Regions from separate parts of the Triticum aestivum genome. Here region 1 is linked to region 2. Evidence: chromatin contacts called from public Hi-C data. All regions are on one chromosome and are shown on one strand. The core of a region is the stretch at or near the end of the contact, and the rest is flanking DNA. Distances in the headings are between cores, read along the strand shown. Region 1 holds the start of LOC123046231 (brassinosteroid-responsive RING protein 1). Region 2 has its middle 330 kb from the start of LOC123046231.

Region 1 (3,811 bases), core at 1,247-3,746, 330 kb before region 2:
CTGAACAAATTGTTGTACTGAACAAATTGGTATTATGTGTTTTGCAGGGTTATGATACATGTGCTTATCTGAAGTGGGTGGACAAAGAATGGCAAGGGAGGCCTAGGCAGGTGATTGGCAAACTTGCTGAAGAGAATGTGGCTCTTCAGAAATTTGTCTTTGACAAGGATGCTGGAATTATGAGGCTGAAGGAAGAGAGGAAGGCCATGATCATGAAGCACAAGAAGGAGATCAGGACTAGGGATAGGAGGGAAATTTGGTTAGCATGTTTGGTCTGCTTCTCTGCACTATTGTATGGTGTTGTAGCCTGTAATTATGAACAACACATCAATATTATCTCTGCAATTTTCCTTTGTAGGGCAGCAGCCACAAAAATCACATCAGCACATGGCAGTAGTCCAAACTACAACCTTCCCCTGTAAGGCAGCAGTCAGAATCACATCTAGAACTCCCCTAACACTAGCCATAATCTTTCCCATACCACACCACCCAAAACCCCATCAGCATCACAGAAACCCTCTTGGCCAAATATTGTACGGACGCGCGCAGAAACCCTACTGACCAAATCGATCCCGAAATTGAGACCAAGTAGCACAAGAAACCCTACTGATCTTGGCCGCCATGTGATATGCACAAGAAAACCTAACCATGGGACGAACATAGGAACAGGGGAAGCAAACGAACAGGGGAATGTAGGAACAGGGGAAGCTTACCATATTCAGGAGGGAACTCGCCGGGTTCCCTTCGCCGCGGCTCCATGGCGCCCTCTCTCGTCGGCGATGAGCTCCACGGCCGCGTCGCCGCCTCGCCTTGAAAACGTCGAGGAGGAGGAACAAAGGAAAGGCAAGGAGGAGGAACAGGGGAAAGGCAAGGTTTTGATAGGGGTTTGCATCGGGGGCGTCGACTGGGGGTTACTATAAAACAGAAGCAACGGCTCATGTGCAAATGTGGAAGAAGGCGAGGGGGTTTGTGCAAAAACGCGGTCCGGGCCCAACAGAGCCTACCTGGCGCGCCACGTGTGCAGCTCAGGGTGTTTTTGTATGATTTTGTTAGAGCAGACAAGTTGGAGGAGCAGTTTTGTGGGGTTTCTTAGTTTTTGTATAAATCTGTTCCCACCCCTACAAGTTTATGTACCAATTGTGGTATTAACTCTCTAATTTACTACCATTCCAGAACATTCTTCCACTGCCCTACTGCATGGGTTTCAGTGTCAGCAGTTGTAGCAATAACAACGGTACTACTAGTAGATCCAATCAAGGGAAGGCTGCGGCTGTACTGTCGGAGCCTAAATTTCCTGCCACTTGCCAGGATGCATATGGTTTCAGAAATCCTCGGCTGATGTAAAATCCTTCCTAAATTTGTACGCTCAGCGGGGGAAGTTGATGAAGCCTTTCTAAATCTGTACTACTAGTATATGTACCGAAAAGCCAAGCGGCTGAACGGCCTGACCAACACGGGAAAGAGAAGGAGCAAAGGGACAGAAATTTTGCACGCGGAACGCCTAACTCAACAAATTTAATTGCCAGCAGAAAGATCCACAGCTCCGCAAACTTGGAAGATGGAATCTAGCTATACATAACAAGAATCTAATCTCCTAGCCCTTTTCGGGGCGGTTACTTTACTCATTTCGCCCTATGTACACGGCCTGGGCCAGGCAGCTCGCCGGCGTCCGGACGCGGAGACCAATTCAGTCCTGTAAAATTGCGCATTCTGGACGGCGGCGGCCAGTTGCCTGGACCGAATCGGGGGCTCACTGGTAGCCGCCGAGGCCGGTGAGCAGCAGCTCGTGCGGCCGCAGCAGCGTCGGGGTGGTGGGCGCCGAGGCGCCCAGGTAGAAGAAGTCGAAGTCGGAGGCGTCGGGCACGCCGGCGGCGGTGGCCCAGAGCGCGCCGGCCATCTCGTCGGGGATGAGCGGGGCGCGGCAGAGCGGGCAGGTGCGCTGGTCGTGCTCCATCCAGCGGTCCAGGCACCCCCTGTGGAAGGCGTGGCGGCAGTTGCTGAGCCGCCGCACCTCGTCGCCACCGCCGATGCCGCTGAGGCACACGGCGCAGTCCCCGTCGACGCACGCCGCGGCCTCCAGCTCGTCGAACCGCACCACGGGGAGCACCTCCTCGATGACCATGGCCGTCACGGGCCGGAACTCGGGCCGGCGGTGCTGCAGCAGCGCCTCCGCGGCGCCGTGGTCGCCGCGCGCGTGCTCCTGCGCCAGGTGCTCGTCCCCGAGATCCAGCAGGTCGCCGAGGCCGACGGCGTCGAAGGCCCAGAGGAGGAAGCGGCGGAGGTAGCCGAGCAGGAGGAGGAGGTGGAGCAGCTGCTTGGGGAGCAGCAGCTCGGAGTAGCCGACCGGGAAGCCCATGCCTGTCGCTTGCCAAGGAGAGACGTCCGCGCCGCCGGCTGACTGCTGCAGTCTCGGCAGGGCAGGGAGGATGAGAGGCAAGTGTGAGGACGATGGTGTGGTGGTGGTGGTGGTGGCAGGCGTGGGGAGGCCGAGACGAGGCGAGGGTGGCTTATATAAAAGCGAAGGAGCGGGGCGGGGAAGGATCCGCCTGGGTGGGGGTGGCAGCGCTAGCGTACCGTAGCGTGCGTCCGGTTGGGGTTGGGTGGCGCGGTGTCACCGGTGTGTCGTGCGCGCGACCCTGACCCGATGACCGACTCCCAGTCCAAGCCAGCCCCGCGAGTCGGTGTGACTGACTGGCCCGCCCGCCTGCCCGCCCGCCGCCGGGCCGGGTGTCACCGCGACCCCCCGCGCGCGTGGCCCGTCTGACGCGCGGGTGGTCCGCCCGCCTCCTGATCCCCCAACTGGTGTGCCCTCAACGGTCGGTGCACTGCACGTTGGCAACGGAAACGGGCGCGCGTACGGGTGCGTGCACCGTTCATCCCAACCCCGGTGCATGTATCCGTACCGTAGATGCACACGTTGATCCTTACTGCTCTTTCCGACTAGATGCATAGGGTGCATAGTAGAAAACAGATATTATTTCAAAATTACTAGTAGTAATAATGCATGGTGTTAAGATTAGGCAGTGTATATTAGTTGCACACGGATATTTTGGATATTATTTACGCATTGATAGATTCTCAAAAAATCGCCGACATTGATATTTTGAATTATATTAAATGGCATTGATAGATTCTACAAAAATCGCTGGCATTCTAAAAAAATATTAGGGAGTACATTAGTTGCACACGGATATTAGGTGGGTTATTATTTATGCGCTAATTATATAATTAGCGCGGGCATTGATAGATTCTCAAAAAATCGTTGGCATTGATATTTTGAATGACATTGACTGCATGCAAAAATATATTGAGCGATCATCATGTGGGCAACCCGAGTCGTTGAATTGACCTTATTTGATGGCCGAGATTAATTGTATCGAGAAAACTAATACCCCACTGATCCCATACTAATGAACGCAACAAAGTTGTACTAAAACAACGTCAATTAATATGGATCGAAGTGAGTCTTATTTTGTTTTACGAAATTTCAAGACTTTAGTGCCGATTTAGTAAAATTTAGACCCAATCGTGCTCTGCTGGGCCGAAGAGTGACTATTCGTCTTCATGTGAGCCGAAGAGGCCCTTTTTGTCCTTCTTTGTGTTGAAGACCACTCTTTGTTCTCAGCAAGGCCGAGGAGTGAGCCTTCCTCCCCATGAAGGCCCAAGGATGGGTTTCGTTGCGTGTAACTCGCGAGGAGTGGACATCCACCCTATTTTATCAACCACAGCTCCTCCCGATCAAATCTTCATGTCACGAGGATCTCATAGACGAGTAGAATCCCTTCAGATGAAGAACAACTTGAACCATTCA
Region 2 (4,193 bases), core at 1,376-3,875:
AACATTGGAGCTTTACCTTTGATCACCTCTTCCACACCCATACAGCCTAATTGTAGCAAATAGTTAAGATAGCTGCATAGATAATCACAAGACATCTCCGTCGGTGGAATTGATTTGGCATGCATGACTTCATTACGTAAATGCCAAGCCCTCCAGAGAACCATAATGATCATGTCCCGGACATTGCTCTGCTGACCAGCAAGCAAGTCAAGAAACCATTCATCGCCAGTACATGCAATATCATACATGTTCGGAAATGGCCAACGGTCCTTCATCGCATCCCATAAGCTTGCCGCGTTGGAACAGACTAGTAAAGCATGAAATGACGATTCATCTTCTCGCCCACACATTCCGCATGTTGCCCTTGTACCAATATGACGTCGATTCCTCTGTAAGTTAGTTGCTAGTGTACCAGTAATTACCTTCCATGCAAAACCTTTCATCTTAGGAGGAACCAAGGCACGCCATATACAATATTCCACATACCACGTTCACCACCAGGACATGTGTTGCTTGCTCCTTGGGAGAAACGGTCCATGTGCTCACACATAGCTAAATGATAGGCGCTCCTAACAGTGAAAGAGCCCGACTTCTCAAAAGGCCAAGCAATAAAATCTTCCCGCTGTCTTGGCGACGTACGAATTTTCAAAATAGCTTCAACATCAACATGACAGAAAAATTGTTCCAATAAATTTACCTTAAATGCACCATTAGCATCCAGAAAATCAGCAGCTTTATTTAGACGACAATTTCTTTTAGGGGAAATAGGCGTAAAAGGCGTACCCCTAGGAATCCATGGATCTCGCCAAGTTCGAATAAGATTACCATTGCCGACTCACCAGATCATACCTTTTTTCACCAAGTTCAATCCATGTTCGATACCCTTCCAAACTGCTGACGAGTTACTCGGGAAAACTGTATCCAGTAGATTCCCATTTGGATAATATTTAGCCCGTAGTAGTCTTGCACAAAGCGATTCAGGTGCAACACTTTGTTTTTATTTACTTTGCATATTAACTTTGTCCTAAGTCGATATTGAAATTTTTTGACCAAGTTTATAAATACCGGAATGAATATTTATAATAACCAATATATATAATATGAAACTATATTCAGTGGCGAATATAGTGATATTAATTTGGCATTGTATATGTGAAACTTGGATAAAGTTACAAGATTTGATTTAGGACAAAGCTAATATTGAGAGTAAAGAAAAAGGAAGGGGTATTTTTAAGGACAGCATTGCCGTGAACGAATAACTAAGCTATGTTTCGCTGGCATTGGGATTCTCCTTGATCCTTATACACAACAGACAAAATGTTTGTTTGTGGTGGCACATGAAATCAGATCGTGGCAATCTTCTTTCGTGTACTACATTATAAGCAAATCAACCACCGCAATTAGTATAGACAGATGTGCCTTGATTACAGAATGGATTCTTAGGATCCAGGGGCCATCTTGATTATTCCATTTCCATGAGATAACTTCAAGATATGCAGGGCTAACGACAAGACCTTCTTTTGTTTTGGAGTTGGACAAGGCCGATAATTGTTACTTACTGAAGGCCTGCATTGCTCAGTTAACTTAGACATTCGAATGTTGTATATACTGGTGGCGGTGACAAATTTGTAGCATCATGCTGCCGTTTCGTCCACTGGCAAGTTATTTTGTCATCTTTGTTTTTCAGAAATATCTTGTCGTCCTCTGAGAGTGGGAAAAACGACGGTACTTTTCCAAGAACGTTACAATCGATCGGCGTATAACGACTCTAGATAGAAACCGATGTATGTAAAAGAAAATCAGGCCACTCCTTTGTGTTTGTGTTGACGCCGATTAAGTGATTAACCTAAACTTTGTAGTTGTGGCTTCCTTTTGTCGCCGAGAGCTTCGCTGTCCCACAGCGTCTTGGCCGGACGTCCCGACTAAACATGCCACCTAACCCGACGCGCAGTCCGGCGATTGTTTAATAATAGTGGCGCCCGTGCGTGCAGCCCATGCACGATGTGACCCGAGACGTTGATAGATGATGATGTAACTATCTACCTGGATGGAACTGATCAACCTTCTGGCCTGGGATGGGATGAGCAAGCAAGGCCTCCCAAGTAATTTACGTTGAGCAGCGAGCATCTAAAAATTTCGGCCCAGCTGTACTTAATCCTGAATTTTCTGATGGGACATTACTACCACCTCAAAGCTCTTGGAATTTCGAATATAACATGGCATGTTCGTGCTGCCGGAGGCCGGACGGATGCAAGTAATATTCAAGGACGCCCGCCCAGCCGGCGGATCGCGCGCCGAGATGCGCCCACATGGACCGTCGCGGATGCCGCCAACGGCACGTACCCGCGCGCTATTATCTGAAGTTCTGAACCCTTCACCCTTGGCTGGCACCCACTGCGGCTGGCCCTCCCAGCGACGGGGAGGCGCCCCCCTACCGCGCCCAAAGTACAGCACGATCGGACCTGTCGGTTGTCCCGTGCATGGAATCCCCGAACGATCCAAGGAGGGCCGGTAGCGGTAGGTCTAACCACGTCCACACACGCACGCATCAGATGGTCGGACGGGTGCCGGGCAGGGGGCTGAGACGGGCAGCGGGGAGTGAGCTTGCGCGCTAGTGACGCAGGATCAGCCGGCGGGGACAGCGACCGTACGTGGCCGGCCGGGCCGAGCCTGGTGGGTTGCCCCGGAGCCGGAGAGCTGGCCGCCCACCCACCTCCGGTCGCCGTCGTCCGGTGCCCTGCCCGCAGCGGTCACCCATCGGATAAGGCGCCAAGTTGATCACCAACGGCGATCAGAAAGGGACCTTGTCTTGCCGGTGCCCCCCGGCCGCCCGTGTAAATTACCTGAAAAACCCGGTGGATTTCGACCGCGAACGGGAGGGCCATCTTCGTTCGTGCAGACCAAATGCTGTTCTGGTCTGTGCTGTTCGAAATACTGCGGAATGGTACGTACGCAAACAGGAAATCCCATTCCGAATATGCTTCCGGCTTCCTGGCTGGCGTGAGTAATCATCATGCAGAAAATTTGAAGTCTGTTCCAGTATTATTCTTTGACAGTTACTGGGAGTGGCGCGTCCTATTCCCTTGGAGCTACGAGATCGAGCTGGATCTGTACTTTGATACTGCACCCTAATACGTGTAAGATGCTCCGCATATTTTATTGTACTAGCATCTTCGCTTCCAACTCCAGCATTGAGCATTCGGCTAAACACCAATCTGTCTCTGCCTGTGTGTCGGCGCACACCCGAAAGCCACACTCATGTGATATCGATGCAGCAGCAGTGATGATGGAGTACGTGCCCGTATGAGCTTCCACGACGACGTCTTTATCTGAGCAAGTTTGCTTGGCAAGTAACAACAGTAGATTCTCCCTGTCGGTGCGCCAGATCCTGCTTTATCCAGCTTGCAACTTTGGATTTCAGTGCCCGTACGGGCTACATCTACTTTAGTCATTAGATTTAGATTGGACTACGCCCTAGTCAGGATAAGTTGGTATCGGTAATGACTTTTCATGGCTGCACGCGCTAGTGCAAGCTGTCCGAAAAAGATAAGAAAACAGTTTGGTTGTCGTGAGAGGAAAGGCTTTACCTTATCTTGTGGGACAGCCTCTAACTGCTGTCATTTACGTACATGTGGCCAAACTTATCAGGTCGTGGCATTATGGATTTGATTGCCTGCTTAACTGACAGATTATTAGCAAGGGCATGTTGCGTAGGCCCTGGTAAAACAGTGGATGTGCAGCTTAGGTGGTCGATGGGTGTAGCGCCGCTTGAATCGCAAACACTGATAGTAGGGTCCAAAAAAGTGTTTTTCCTAAGATAGATCGAGGTTTTTTTAGCGGGACTTCCAAACAAGCAGGTGGAGTTTTTTTTAGGCAATCTCGCGAAGCTTTTATTCAACCCGTCACAATGTTTACAGGGACGAAGTAAAGACCTTCCTGATGGCCTAGCCATACATGACGTCCAGGCCCTAATCTTAATGCTGCTTCGCTAGATTGTGAGCCTCCTTGTTGGAGCTCCTAAACTCATGAATTACGTTACATGAAATAAAAAAAGTAATAGATAACATAATTTCCTCTATGATAGCACCATAAGCCGATCCACTCCCAGATTTGATCTCTGCCACCACACCCTGGCAATCCGACGCTAGATGTAATCGGTGCACATTCAAGTCTTGGGCTAACGCAAGACCTTC

The links. A called contact is a pair of places that touch in the nucleus more often than the background predicts.
Region 1: a Hi-C map of leaf shows a contact between it and region 2, with 4 times the contacts expected there. The contact joins the promoter of LOC123046231 here to the enhancer-like site in region 2. A contact is called at or near these places in 2 of 5 Hi-C or Micro-C datasets (both in leaf).

What each region holds. Positions count from the first base shown.
Region 1 is chr2B:598,753,288-598,757,098 of IWGSC CS RefSeq v2.1, reverse strand. LOC123046231 (brassinosteroid-responsive RING protein 1) reads right to left here and starts at 2,496. Exons shown (of 1, transcript XM_044469535.1): 1 at 1,503-2,496. The coding sequence starts at 2,356. The coding sequence ends at 1,751.
Region 2 is chr2B:598,427,138-598,431,330 of IWGSC CS RefSeq v2.1, reverse strand. No RefSeq gene overlaps it. Among protein-coding and RNA genes, the nearest start is that of LOC123046231, 330 kb to the left of the region's middle. Within about 2 kb of position 2,625, at least 4 of the 8 cell types and tissues checked have an H3K27ac peak or open chromatin away from gene starts, as enhancers often do. A contact at or near this core is called in leaf, where this site is marked.